Regions from separate parts of the Sus scrofa genome. Here region 2 is linked to region 1. The links are chromatin contacts, called in public HiChIP or PLAC-seq maps. All regions are on one chromosome and are shown on one strand. The core of a region is the stretch at or near the end of the contact, and the rest is flanking DNA. Distances in the headings are between cores, read along the strand shown. Region 1 holds the start of PPP1R15A (protein phosphatase 1 regulatory subunit 15A). Region 2 holds the start of SCAF1 (splicing factor, arginine/serine-rich 19).

Region 1 (2,588 bases), core at 26-2,525:
CCACAGCTGAAGGGAGGGGCTGGGGGCTGGGGGCTGGGGGCTGGGGGCCACCCTCCCACCTCCACCCCACCCATCCACCCACACGCTCTTAGGTCCCTGCTGGACCGGGTCCCATCAAGGCTGAAGCTGGGATTCCTACATGTTTGGAGAAGAGGAGCTGGGCCTGGACTCCAGGACCTGAGGGGGCAGGTTGTGATCGGAAGCCTGGGTGATTGGCGCCTTGGGAATGGAAGGGAGGGGTAGGGGCTCAGACTACTGGGTACCTGACAAAATGTGAGCCAGGAGTCAGGACTTGAGAATGGAGCTGGGGTCTGGAGGTGTGGCTTGCAGTGGATGGGTCCAAGTCCTCCAGAGAAGAGAGGGCGGCCCCCAGATTGCTGGGTTCTGGCAAGAGCAGGGTCAAGTGGCCAGTGGCAATCTCCACCTCAGATCCAGGTGAGAACTCCGGTCTAGACTGAGGATGATGCCCTCTCAGGAGGGAGGCCTGGGTCCTGGGCGTATTTTGAGGTACAGGATTGCAGACCAGGTTGGTGGTGGGGTGCCAGGGACTGAAACCATGTCCTTAGGCCTGGAATTTGGGGCAAAAGACCGCCCCCCCACTCCCTTGATGTTGGTGATACCCAGCTAGAATTTCAATTTGTGTAAGCGGAGGTTCTGTATAAATTTGAAGTAGGTGGAGCCTAGGAGTGGCGCCTTGTGCCTGAGATAGGCACGGGATCTGAGGTTTTGGTCCAGTATTTCTCACCGCGTATTTGTTGAGCACCTACTATGTGTCACGCAGGCAGTGAGCAAAGAAAAGCGCCTGCCTTCAGGGGCCTTACACATTCTCTTTCTCTTTTGCAATGAATATAGACTCCGCTGTGCCCACCCTTGGGCAAGTGATTTCATGCCCAAGACTCAGTTTCCCCATCTGTGAAATGGAAATAATGATACCTTCCCACACCGGATAGGAAGCCGACTGGACTGGAGGGTGGAAGACTCTAGCCTGGGGCCGGCTGGCTAAATTGGGGGCGGGGAGTAACGGCGTTTGCCTGGAACAGAGGTTGAGCTCGCGCGCTCAAAACCTAACCAGTTCATGAGTTTGATTGGCAGCTCGCCTGCTTCAGGGCGTGGCCACGCTCAGAAATACCGCCGTGACGTCATAAAGTCCGGAATCTCCGCGAGAAGTCCAACCTTGTTTTCCGTTTCGTCCATCACGATTACGATTCGAAACCCCGCCTCCTCTCCTGACGTCACCACGTCCGGCTGCGTTTGTGTATAAAAGCGCTGAGGACCGCGTCAACCCTTACGTCCTAAGTGGCTAGCCGGTGTGTTTGTATTTGTTTCTCCGTGTGACCTTGCGCCCATTCGTCGTGACAACGCTTGCAGCAGCCGGTGACAATTTGAGTCCCCGAGCCCGACGCCGGAGGGCGAAATGAACGCTCTGGACTCCCGAGCTGTCCGGAACTGCGATCGCTTGTGGCAGCCCCAGCCGACGCTCCTGCCCCCAGGGTGACGCGCAATCCCGAGCTGGTGAGTTGAGGGGGTCGGAACATCTAGGTTCCTAGGGGTTTGGGGGCGGAGGACTAGAATCCTGGTCAATAACGAGGAGGGAGCTCGAACTTCTGAGTTCCGAGATAGGGGTGTTCGGAGCTCGGACTCCTGTGCCCTAAGGACTCCTGGGAACCTGAACTCCTTTTTCTGGAGAGGTGGGACGAGGCCGGACCCGAGGGCTCGGACTTAGGCAGGAGAAGGAATTGGGAGCTTAGAGTCCTGAGCCGGACAGAGGAAGAGTCTGGGAGCCAGAAGGCACCATCTAGGGATCGGAAGTTTTATGTCTTGGAAGGAGGAGAATGGTGGGCGCCTAATTTTTCAATCCTCAGGAGGATGAGAGAGGCAAGGGACAAGGACTTTGTCCCCAGAGGAAGCAAGCAGAGGACCTGTGTTCTTGCTTCCTGGGACTAGAATTTAATGGGTCAGAGAGGAAATGGGGCTGGGAGCCCTTTGGGCTAAGGAAGGAATGAGTGATGATCCAGACTCTTGGGTGTTGAGAGAGGCTGGGAAACTAGGGACAGAGATGGGTGTGGCTGGGATGAGAAAGGAATGTGGGGCGGGGCCTCTCTGGTTGCTGTTTGTGTTACTATTCGTGTTACTATTTGTGTTGCTATGACTCAAGGTCACTCTCTGATGCTATTCCCTCCATGGCTTCTAAACTCGTTTCCTTTTTTTTCTCCCTTTTCCCCAGCAGACAAAGATGGCCCCAGGCCAAGTGCCCCACCAGCCTGCCCCCTGGAGGGCTACCCACTCCTTTCTCCTGTCCCCGCTGATGGGCCTTCTCAGCCGGGCCTGGAGCCACCTGAGGGGCCCAGGCCCTCCAGAGCCCTGGCTAGTGGAGGCAGTAACCAGGGCAGACGCGGGAGAACCTGGCCTGGAGGGAGACACAAAGGCTTCTCTGGCCACCCAGCCACAAGAAGAGCCTGGAGAGAGGAGAGCAACTGAGGAGGATGAAGAAGCATCCTGGGGGAGCTACCCTGACCTGGAAGCCAAGTGTTTGCTTTTGGAAACCTGGGGACTTTCAGATGATGAGCGTGGTGGGGAAGCAGCAACCC
Region 2 (2,588 bases), core at 41-2,540, 510 kb after region 1:
AAGGGGCTAAACAGCCAGGTTGGGGTAATGTCAAGGGCATTCTCCCAGTTACTGAGCGGCTCAGAGGGGAAGCTGAGGTCAGGGATTTGGGAGAGGTAGGGCTCAGGGTGCGAGGAGGTGGCCCCGAGCGGGGTGGGGGCCCATGAGAATGCTTAGGGTCTAAATGGGTTGACTCTTCTGGATTTAGGGTGCTCCCAGGAGGCATCCAGGGTCAGGTCAGCAGAGGAGCGGGGCTTTGGATACTTGGGGTAGGGGTGGTGGGTCTCAGGATACAAGGACAGGAGGAAGGTCCCTCATGTAGGGGGTGGAGGCCCTGAGGGGCTCAGGGTCACATCTGAGGGGACATTTTTAAGATTAGAAAGCCTCATAAGAGGGTCTCAGTGATGGATGGAGGGGAAGCCGGAGTCTTGGGGATCCCGCCAAGGGCTCAGGTCTGGGTGGGTCCCGGGGGCACCCCCCGGGGTGAAGGTCCACTACCTGGATGAACTGGATGGTCAGCGCGCTCTTGCCCACGCCGCCGCCGCCCACGACCACCAGCTTGTGTGTCTCGCTGGGTGGGGGGTCCCCGGGTCCCGGCCCCCCGCCCCGGGGCCGCCCCCGCCCTGTCCCGGACGCCGCCCCGCTGCTCATGTCGCTGCCGCTGCCGCCGCTACCGCCTGGGGCGGGGGGGGGGACCGGGCGGGGCCTAGGGGCGGACCACGTTAATAAGGGTACTGCATAAACATGAGCTCCAGCAAGAAGGGCTCCTTACTTGGGACACTTAGAGGCAGGCAAGACCTGGGAAAAGGAGGAGCTATGCTAATACGGATAGGAGTACGGCTGTCGCTGAGAAGGGGAATTCCGAATGGGGCGGGAACATGCTAATGAGAGAACTGTGCTCACCCCGAGCAGCGCCACGCGCTCTCGGCTGGCGGGCCGGGGGGGCGGAGCCATGCTAATAAGAGTTCTTATTCTCTTCGTAGACGGGTCCGGAAAATCGTTCGGGGTGGGACTATGTAAATGAGAAACCCTGTGTTGCAGCTAGCTTCTCAGGGTACCGTCCCCGAGGCCTTGTTCTAGTAGGCGGGGCTTGAGTCTTGCGCACGCGGCCGTATATAGGCGCGCTCTGAGGAAGGAGCGAGTCCTGAGGGGAAATTAACCTCTGTCCTGGGACCCAAGCCAAGCTCCCGACTCTGGCATCTGGGTTGGGTGATGGAGGCTCCGCCCGCTACGGGACCCAGGCTTCCGGTTCCCGCTGTCCCAGCCTAGCGGAAGACAGACTGGGAGGGGAGATGGGGCCCTGGAGGGGGGCCAGCGGGTAACCGGGAAGGGAGGGGCCGTGAGATCACTGCATTCCTAATTCATGAGCCAGCTCGCCCAAGCGGGGACGCCTGGGTTATGAAGGGTCTAGGGTCAGGATTTCCGAGTCTTGAAGGAGGAGAAAGCCCAGGACCCAGACCCCTGGGTCGCAAGGAGAGATTGTGACTGGAGGTTTGGACTCCTGGGTCCTGGAAGGAGGAGTTCTGGAGGTCCTTGCTTCTAGATTGCTGAGGGCCCGGACTCATCGGTCCGAGGGCTGAAGGAGCGGGGGGACCCAATATTCTGGATCCGAGGGAATTGGAATGGGGTACCCGAACCCCTGTGTTCGCGTAAGGCGTTTGAGACCAGGAATGGTCTGAGGGAGGCATGAAGGCCCGACTCCTGGATCTAAGAGGAAGGAGGGCTCGGACTTCTGAGGGAAATGTGAGTCCGGACCCCTCGGCTCTGAGAGGAATCGGATTTGGATTTTTCTGTTGTAAATGAGGAGGAAGCTGTAGGGCCGGGCTTCTTGGTTCTAAATTTAGAGAGAACTTGGGCATCAGGATTCTGGGATCCCCAGAATGTGGGCGGGGCAACTTCCAGCCAGTCCTGCTTCCCCCCCCCCCACGGCTCACTCCGCGGAACTACAACTCCCTTGCACCTGTCAGGCTGAGCGCTCTTTACGGCACTTCCTTTTCCGCTGCTCTTTCCGCGCGCGTGCAGGGCACTATGGGGCTTAATCGCGCGCTACCGCAACCCCGCCCACTTCACCCCTCATCCCCTCGCAGTCCCCGCGCGGCGGAGGCGACGCGCGGACTACGTCTCCCGGCGTACGTCGCGCGCACCCGGCCCATCTGCCCCGTTGACTGCTGGGAAACTGAGTCCGAAGCCTTCCCACCAGCCTTCACGGCACGGTGCTCGGTACTTGAAGTCCCGGCAAGCTCGGCGGCGTTTTAGCTCCTCCTTTCTCCTCCCTTTGCTCGCGAGCCCCGCCCCAGCCCGCCCCGCCCCGCGCCGGGGCCGGAGCCGCAGCCCGAGCGGCGGGGTAAGATGGCGGCGGCGGTCCGAGCGGCGGGGCTCGGGCCTATCGGGGTGGGCGGGGCGGAGTCGGGTCGCTACTTGTCCCGGGGTCCTCCCGACACGCCGCGGGGCCTGGAGGGCTTAGCGGGTCGGCCTTGGGCCCGGTAGCGGCGGCGGAGCCTGGCGCCGAGCGGGGGGCCTTCTCGAGGCCCCGGGACGGGTCTGGGGTGCCGGGGGGCATGGACCGGGCGTCTCCTAGAGGACTAGGGGCGTCCACAGGACCTGGACCG

Evidence for each region. HiChIP or PLAC-seq counts read pairs in DNA pulled down with a chosen protein or histone mark.
Region 2: a contact with region 1 is called in an H3K27ac HiChIP or PLAC-seq map of alveolar macrophages. The contact joins the promoter of SCAF1 here to the promoter of PPP1R15A in region 1. A contact is called at or near these places in 1 of 5 promoter capture datasets (liver), 1 of 47 Hi-C or Micro-C datasets (heart right ventricle) and 1 of 2 datasets of contacts at active chromatin or transcription factors (alveolar macrophages).

The regions. Positions count from the first base shown.
Region 1 is chr6:54,170,763-54,173,350 of Sscrofa11.1, forward strand. It overlaps PPP1R15A (protein phosphatase 1 regulatory subunit 15A), which reads left to right and starts at 1,276. Exons shown (of 3, transcript XM_005664689.3): 1 at 1,276-1,512; 2 at 2,225-2,588. The coding sequence starts at 2,234.
Region 2 is chr6:54,684,047-54,686,634 of Sscrofa11.1, forward strand. SCAF1 (splicing factor, arginine/serine-rich 19) reads left to right here and starts at 1,291. Exons shown (of 12, transcript XM_003127346.5): 1 at 1,291-1,722. The coding sequence starts at 1,666. RRAS (ras-related protein R-Ras) reads right to left here and starts at 668. Exons shown (of 6, transcript XM_003355998.3): 1 at 478-668. The coding sequence starts at 630.